Regions from separate parts of the Mus musculus genome. Here all the other regions are linked to region 1. Evidence: chromatin contacts called from public HiChIP or PLAC-seq and promoter capture Hi-C data. All regions are on one chromosome and are shown on one strand. The core of a region is the stretch at or near the end of the contact, and the rest is flanking DNA. Distances in the headings are between cores, read along the strand shown. Region 1 holds the start of Fabp3 (fatty acid binding protein 3, muscle and heart). Region 2 holds the start of Srsf4 (serine and arginine-rich splicing factor 4). Region 3 holds the start of Sync (syncoilin).

Evidence for each region. Promoter capture Hi-C pulls out the DNA fragments that hold promoters and counts their contacts. HiChIP or PLAC-seq counts read pairs in DNA pulled down with a chosen protein or histone mark.
Region 2: a contact with region 1 is called in an H3K4me3 HiChIP or PLAC-seq map of embryonic forebrain, with 4 times the contacts expected there. The contact joins the promoter of Srsf4 here to the promoter of Fabp3 in region 1. A contact is called at or near these places in 1 of 39 promoter capture datasets (embryonic stem cells) and 1 of 115 datasets of contacts at active chromatin or transcription factors (embryonic forebrain).
Region 3: a promoter capture Hi-C map of liver shows a contact between it and region 1, with 4 times the contacts expected there. The contact joins the promoter of Sync here to the promoter of Fabp3 in region 1. A contact is called at or near these places in 3 of 39 promoter capture datasets (liver and neutrophils).

What each region holds. Positions count from the first base shown.
Region 1 is chr4:130,307,471-130,309,994 of GRCm38.p6, forward strand. Fabp3 (fatty acid binding protein 3, muscle and heart) reads left to right here and starts at 1,268. Exons shown (of 4, transcript NM_010174.2): 1 at 1,268-1,380. The coding sequence starts at 1,308. Gm10570 (a long non-coding RNA gene) reads right to left here and starts at 235. Exons shown (of 4, transcript XR_868203.3): 1 at 153-235; 2 at 1-14.
Region 2 is chr4:131,872,382-131,874,905 of GRCm38.p6, forward strand. Srsf4 (serine and arginine-rich splicing factor 4) reads left to right here and starts at 1,258. Exons shown (of 6, transcript NM_020587.2): 1 at 1,258-1,489. The coding sequence starts at 1,383.
Region 3 is chr4:129,286,356-129,288,879 of GRCm38.p6, forward strand. Sync (syncoilin) reads left to right here and starts at 1,266. Exons shown (of 5, transcript NM_023485.3): 1 at 1,266-1,433. The coding sequence starts at 1,384.

The sequences.
Region 1 (2,524 bases), core at 18-2,517:
GCAGCGGCACACAGCTGTAACCCAGGAGACAGAGGCAGGAGAATCTTTAGTTCAAGGTCAACCCCTGCTACACATTGAGATGCTGACTTGGTAATAATTAAACAGAAACTGCTGAACTAAGGAATAGGCTCCACTGAGGTTCCCTTACTCACCTGTAAAAAGGGGATGATACCACCTACCAACGAAAAAGTTGAGTGTGACCATGCCCTGAAGTAGGCTACAACCATCAATAGTCGGGTCTTATTTAATAACGTACTTTAAGGTGACAAGCAGTCTAGTGGCAGAAGTCAGGGGAAAAAACTGACTTCAGCAGAGGGTCGCGGCTTTCCGGGAGTTAAGGTGGCCGAGGCCGGAAGAACCCTCTGAATAGACAAATTGTCTTCGCGGAGTGAAGAACGACCCTGGCACAAGCTCAGAGGTCAGTAAATAAAGCCTGAAGCGCTTTCAGGCAGCGGCGACGGGTGGGACTGCGGAGAAAGGCGCAGGCGGGAGACATTCCGCAGGGAGGGGCTAGCACGTGTGGGGCTAGCATGAGGGAAGCAAGGTCACGTTCTCCGCCAGCAGGTGAGGCGCTGGGCAGCTCAGCCATCCGCGGTGTCCAAGGCAACTCTTTTCCACTTGTCTGGTAGGAGCAAGAGGGCTCAAAGGCCACTAGACCATGCTCTCTGTCCAGGCTCCAATTCTTTTTTACTTACGGCGACCGCGTCATTCCTCTCCGAGCCTCTGAGCCTCTTCTACAAGAAGAGGACATAGGACCGTTGAGATGGGTTTTTGGGTAAAGGCCCTTGCTGTCAAGCCTTGACAACCCCAGTTTGATACGTGGGACCCACACGGTGGAAGCAGAGAAGGGACTCCCGCGAGTTACAACGAACGCCCCAGTCTCCCACCCCTTCCCCATAAGTACGCCTACACGAGCATACACAATATAAGAATAAAACCACAGCGAATTAAAAAACAAGGCGGCAGAAGGATCAAGCGGCGTTTCTCCAGCGTGGCACCAGCTCAAGGGCGAGTTTCCTTTCAGTATGGCCGGGGGATGCTCTACTTGGGTTGCGGGAAGCGCCCCGCAGCCAGGCCAGGGATGGGTTAGATGGCACCAACAGGACCGCGGGCGCCGCTGACGTAGGCGACGGGAGGGCTGTGGGGGATGGGCCCCAGCCCTTTGCGGGAGTGCAAGCCCCGGCTTCCTATTTCGGGAGCGAGGGGTGTGGGCCACTTTCATCATGTGATGCGAGGGCTATTTAAAGAGGCTGTCCAGCCGGGAGCTGCGGTTCTCAGTGCCTGCTCGCCTCCTCACTCATCGCACCATGGCGGACGCCTTTGTCGGTACCTGGAAGCTAGTGGACAGCAAGAATTTTGATGACTACATGAAGTCACTCGGTGAGCGAACGAACGGCGCAGGATCTAGGGTCAGGAGGGCCGGCAAGGCGGTCTTGGCGCTGAGCTCCCAGGGGGAGTGCCCCCATGTGCCTCCCGCAAGCTCCTAGCCAGTCCAGACAGGGAATACTGAGGTGCGGAGGGTGGCCTGGGCTGAAGCCACTCCACTCCACCCCACCCCACCCCGGCCTCCTGGGAGGGGGGTGTCGCGGTCCAAGCTTGGCGAGCCTCGTAGCTGGAGGGGAAGGGTAGAGGCAGCTGTGGCCGCAGAGGTCCGGGATGGGAGGCTTTCTAGGAAGCAGTGTAGGTGATCCGGAGGTGGAAAGGGGAGGGAAAGAAGGGCGGGAGGCTGGCCGCAGGAGAAGGCAAAGAGGAGCATGGTGGTCCAGAAATTGAATTCCGAAAGGGAATAGAGCAGATAGGAGTGTACAGAGCCTGGAGGAAGACTAAAGAAAATCAGTGAATTCCATCTGGGAAGAGGTGAAGATACAGCCAGGCAGTCAGCAACAAGCCCTACCCCTCCATGTTGGGGTAGTGAAGAGGCCTCTCTCTGGAAGATGCCCTGGTTCTCACCAGCCTGACCTTCACCTACAGTGTGTGCAGCCACCCCTGGGATCAGTCGGAGACGCTGCTGCTAGAGCAGGGCAAGACGACCACTACACATAGGCTTCCCGGCCGCACCAGTCGGCCACCGGATCAGTGCTGGGGATAGGGTGAAGAAAGCCTGGGATCGAGCAGAGGGTGTCAGAAGAAAGGTGAAGAGCTATGAAGGGAGAGTGTGGCTTGGGGCTGGGGAAATTGTGTGGTGTGGGCGGTGACACAACGCCTTTAACCAGCACTCTGGGAAGCAGAGGCAGGTGAATCTCCCGAGTTCTAGGCCTGGTCTATACAGAGAGAATTCCAGGACAGCCAGGACTACACAGAGAAACCATGTCTTGAAAAAAAAAAGAAAGGAAGAGTCCCATGATTTACTTAATAGGAAGACAGCTTGGGACACATGAGCTCATCGCCTCATAGGAAAGCCCAGGATTTCTTTTTGAAGACTGAACTAGAGCCTTGTGCATGCCCCCTACTGCTGAGTTATACTCCCCACTCACACACACACACACACACACCCTCTTTTTACTCTGTGTAACAGGTTCTCACT
Region 2 (2,524 bases), core at 8-2,507, 1.6 Mb after region 1:
ACTTCTAAAGGAATACTTAAGAAACTGCCTCTAGAAAGGAAAGCAGAAGATGCAGAAGAGAAAACTTTACCCAGCACATCAGTTAAAGTGGAAATGCAGTAAAGAGACTAAACCCCTCAGTGATTCCTGGGCAAAGCTGAAAAGGAACCTTTCATTACTGAGCACCCACATGCCCCAGCACAGTTCATTACATTTGGTTATTTTGGCAATACACTGGACATCTATAGATTATAATCTTGCAGGTTAGAAATTTTTTCTGAGCTGGCAGAGATGGGGTACACCTTTAACTCTAGCACTTGGGAAGCAGGCAGGTTTGAAGCCAGCCTGGTCCACAGAGGGAGTTCCGGGACAGCCGGGGATATACAGAAAAACCCTTTCTCAAAATGAATAAACAAAAAAAGAAAATAGTAATTTTCTGTCGTGCTTAATCTAACTACAAGGCACTAAACTGAACGGACATAGTTTGGCACATGCTTTTAATCCCAGCCAATAGGCAGACAGGCAAAGTTTCAGGCCAGCCTGGTCTACAGGGCTATTTCTAGGACAGTCAGAACTTTTTTGTTTAAGGATTTATTTTATGTGTATGAGTACAGTGTAGCTGTTTTTAGACAGACACCCTAGAAGAGGGCATCCGATTCCCATTACAGATGGTTGTGAGCCACCATGTGGTTGCTGGCAATTGAACTCAGGACCTCTGGCAGTCAGTGCTTTAAAAAATAAAAATTAAATCTGAGATGTAACTCAGAGATAGGGCACTTGTTAACATCCGTATGGCCCTGAGTTCGATCCACAACACCGCAAAATAATACCGAACCAATTATTGGAACACTTTTACATACCTAGTATCGACACTGTAGAGACAACCCTGAAAGTACAAGGAAGATAAAAGAGACTCAAAGATCCGAGAGAAAGGAAAATGGGCCCAAGGTCATGGATCCACTAACTTCCCACAGGGACGTTTACCGAAAACCACCCCAAAACAGAAAGTCTACCAGAGCAAAGGACAAAGGCGGGAACACCCGCTCGGCGCGCACCCGCGCAGGCACTTCCGGGGGAAGTGCCGCTGCCACGGCGAGCTCGCGAGAGGACGTGCTGCAGCTGTCGCTCACTCGGCCAGGTCCCGCCCCGCGCCGGCGCGCCTCCAGTAAAGCCCCGCCCCCGCCCCTGACCAGGCGGGAAGCGGGCGCGCGCTCCCTCCCGTTCCCCTCCGCCGGGGGGGGGGGGGTAGGGAGACGGGGGCGCGCGTTCTCGAGCTGCGTGCTCGCGTACGTCGCCGGGCTTCGGCTGCGTCCGTCCCGCCGCCCGCCCGTTACCGCCGCCGCCGCGTTTTCCCTTCGCCGGCCGCCGCCTGAGGGGGGCCGGGGCCAGCTGCCGCCGCCGGAATGCCGCGGGTGTACATCGGCCGCCTGAGCTACCAGGCCCGGGAGCGCGATGTGGAGCGCTTCTTTAAGGGCTACGGGAAGATCCTGGAGGTGGATCTGAAGAACGGGTGAGGAGGGCGGCGGAGGGGCCGGCCGGGGGGCTGACAGGGCCGCGGCTGTGGCTAGGAGGCCGCGGGGACGCGAGCGCGGCGCTCGCTGGGCGCTAAGCCGCCGCCGGCCTCCTCCGCTCCGCCATGGCGGCGGTGCCTCGGGGGCGCGGGTAGGCCCGGCTCCCACTGCGCCTGCGCGGGCGGGGGTGGTGGCGGGATAATGGGGACGGAGGCCCGGGTTAGACTGGGGCTCCGGGCGCCGGGGAGGCCTGGGTTTCCGTCGCTGGACTATGGGTCCGAGGCGGCCCTTTCCCGCTCTGGGGCTGCCAGGAGCAGATGAGGGTTCCGGCCCTCTTCTCCCCGTTCCCCAGCCTGACCGGCCAGAGGCTTCCCGGCGTGTGTTTCTGAGGACTGGAGCTCTGGCTTTTTCGCGTGCCACACTTTGGGCGGGAGACACTAGTTTTTGTAGTGCAGTGACAGTTTCGAAAGTACTGGCTTGCCGCGCTTCAAGCCTTGACCGCTCCCTTTCCGAGAGTAAATTAAAGTCCTAGCTCGTTATCTTGGGGAGTCCTTACAGAGTTTTCCACGTTGTGGTTTCGGCTCTCCAACTTGCCGGAAAATGATTGCTGTCGTAGGATTTTTTGAGTGGGTAAGGGCCATCCTGGCCAGGTCTGCGTCGGCTGCTGGTGCAAGTGGAGACACATCTCCAAATTGCCTACTTAACAGCTTTCCCCGTACAATCTGGGCTTGTATTTCTAATCTGCTTTGGCGAAGCAAGGCTAGCAGGGACTACCAGGTTCGGGGAAAACGGGTGAGTTGTCATGCCTAGAGATTGTACGAGCATCTTTTGCTTGGGAGCTGAGAATTATTAGGTAGGACTTGAAAGGCATTAAGCACCGGAACGGCGTCGGAAGCACTAAACCTTGGGTGTTAGGGGAACCCTTGGTTTTTGCTGTGTTTATTTCTTGCCTGTTTTGTTTTTTTCGACTTTGTGTTTGGTCCAATGAGACCAGTAGTAATTGACATTTGAGAAGACATACACTTTAGTATGAA
Region 3 (2,524 bases), core at 16-2,515, 1.0 Mb before region 1:
AGTCTACAAAAAGATGCAAAAAACACAGCTCCGGGAGACACTCCCAGAGTGTGCACAGCCACAGCCACCCCTACCCCTCAGCTGCCACACTGGCACATGGCAGCCCAGTCAGGCATACAGTCACACATGGTTATACACCTGCTCCGTAGTCTGCAGCCAGCACCCACTTCCCCTCAGGATGATCACACCTGGCACAATCACCCTGCTCTCACATCATAGAGCTGCACTTCCACACGACCACCCAGGACCAGGACTGGAAGGAAGTCACACTGGGGATACAACCTTAGACCCATCTCTTGCTGCACACACAGAACCTTCGCCAGATGTTCCCAGCTGTGGGCACAAGGATCACAACGCACAAGCTACCCAGTCAACAACACCCGGGCATCAGTCCTCATTCGCCATCCCATAGGATGCTCTAAGATCTGATTAAACGGAGTACAGCCTTCTGGCCCTGGCCGCTAGGTGCACAGCATTCTTCTGCGATTGAATCAAAGCCCTCCTCCCTCCCTGACTCGGGGACTGAGTGGGAAAAAGTATTCAGAGAAAGAATGCCTGGGGCTCAGGTTTGGGAAGGGGTCCAGCAGCTCGTCCTGGGGGGAGGGGGAGGGTGCCTTCAGTGTGGAAGTCTAACTAGGACACCGGAGGGTCGAAGACTTAGGGGTGGGTGCGTGCCTTGAAACACAACAGAAGTGACTGAGCAGGAGCGACAAATCGACCTCTCAGAAGACCCCAAGAAACCTTCCAGGGCGAGGGGAAGAAACCTGAATTAAACAGACTCAACTTTATTGCCTTAAGCCGTTCTTCCTCAGCCGTGGCCCCCAGCTGTCCCCAGACGCATGGGGTGTGGCAGTTAACCACCCCCCCCCCTCTCCAGCAGGCGCCTTGCCCCACCCCCTCATGACAGCTGCAGGCCACCAAGAAGATGACCCGGCTCCAAGCCCTTGCGTGGGTGGGGATCGCAAGGCGCCGACACGAGGGGCGCTGGATCCCTCTGGGTACCCCACCAGTAAATCTTCCTCCCGCCTTCATTGAACTCGGGGGGCAGCTCCCCTGGGACCGAACAGCCCCCTCCTCTCCTCACCATGCAACCAGGGCCAGAAGGAAAGGTGGAGAGATGAAAGGAAGGTTCGCGAAGTGCCGCTGGGCCGCCCCCTCATCCCACCCCACCCCATCCCCTCCCACCCTCTCCCCGCCCCCAGGGCCGCGGGGCCCGCGCCCTCCTCCCGCGGGTAATCGTCCGGCCAAGTGGGCGCGTCCCGCCCGGGCCGCCGGGATCTGGTGTCCGCTGCAGCTGGCAGTGCGGCGGGCGCCGGCACCGGCACAATCGCCGACGGCGTTGGCTATTAATAACACTCCGGGCGAGCCCGGGGTCGCGCAGCCATGGCCAGCCCGGAACCCCTGCGCGGCGGGGACGGCGCCCGGGCCTCGAGGTAGGATCCTCTAGGGCTCGTGTCGCCGCCCAGTAGGACAGGGGGTGCTGGGTGGGCTCCCATCCCCGACCCGCGGCCCTTTTCCCTTGGCTGTGGGTAGTGGTCATGCCCGGGTGTGGCACGGGGCGGAGCCACCGGGGAAGGGAGATGGGAGGCCCTGGCTTGGGGACCTGACACCTCCGGGGGTCTGTGTCACTCCTTCCACAGGCTGAGTGCGATTAATCCTTTCAGGCTAGCAACCTGTCAAAATGTAGTTGGCCTAACTGACTAAAGAGTATAAGTTTTGGGTCTTTTTTTTTTTTTTAAAGTCTTATTTTTCCCGTTTCTTATTCACTTGTTAGCGGGGCTAGGGAGAAACCATTTGAGAATTCACTGCATTTGAGCCACTTGGTGCAGGGTTGGGCACCTGCCAGCTTGAAGTTGAGTCTGTTCGGTCAGCTCTCTCTCCCTGGTGTGGCTCAGGGTGGTGGCCTAGAGAGGCAGTTGTTCTCCTGGCCTAGCACTGGGCCCTGGCTGAGCCCAACAGCTGTCCACACTGGAACTTTACCACTGGGGATTGTGGAGTCATTTTGCCTCAGGTCACATTGTGGCCCAGGGACTTCCCAGTGTATCAAATTATGGGAATACTTCCTGGTAAACCCTGTTGTCACATGAGAAGACAACCCTAAGCTGGGTTCTTAACACATTTTGCCTGTATTCCCTACACACACACTAATAAGCTTGAAGCCAGGCACGAACCTTTGTTTGCATGACATGTAATACACACGTCCAAGTCACAGTCTGATGGACAGCATAAAGGAGTTGCCCAAGTCCTCTGGGACAGAGACAGAGTGGCAGAGGTGTTGAGGTCAGGGACCCCAGCTGGGCCCTGTCCCTCTCTTGCTTGGCCTCCTGTAATCTGCTTCTATGCCAGCTCAGTAGAGAGGCAGTTAGCCGAGGACAACCTCTGGTACCCAGGGTGGTGTGGCAGCCTGTAACTCAGGAGGCCTGGGTTCTATACCACAGACCTGCCACTTGACCTTGGGCACAACTTCCCCTGGAAGTTCAGTTGTTTTCTTCTTGCCTTCCAAGGGCCCCACAAGTAGCCCTGT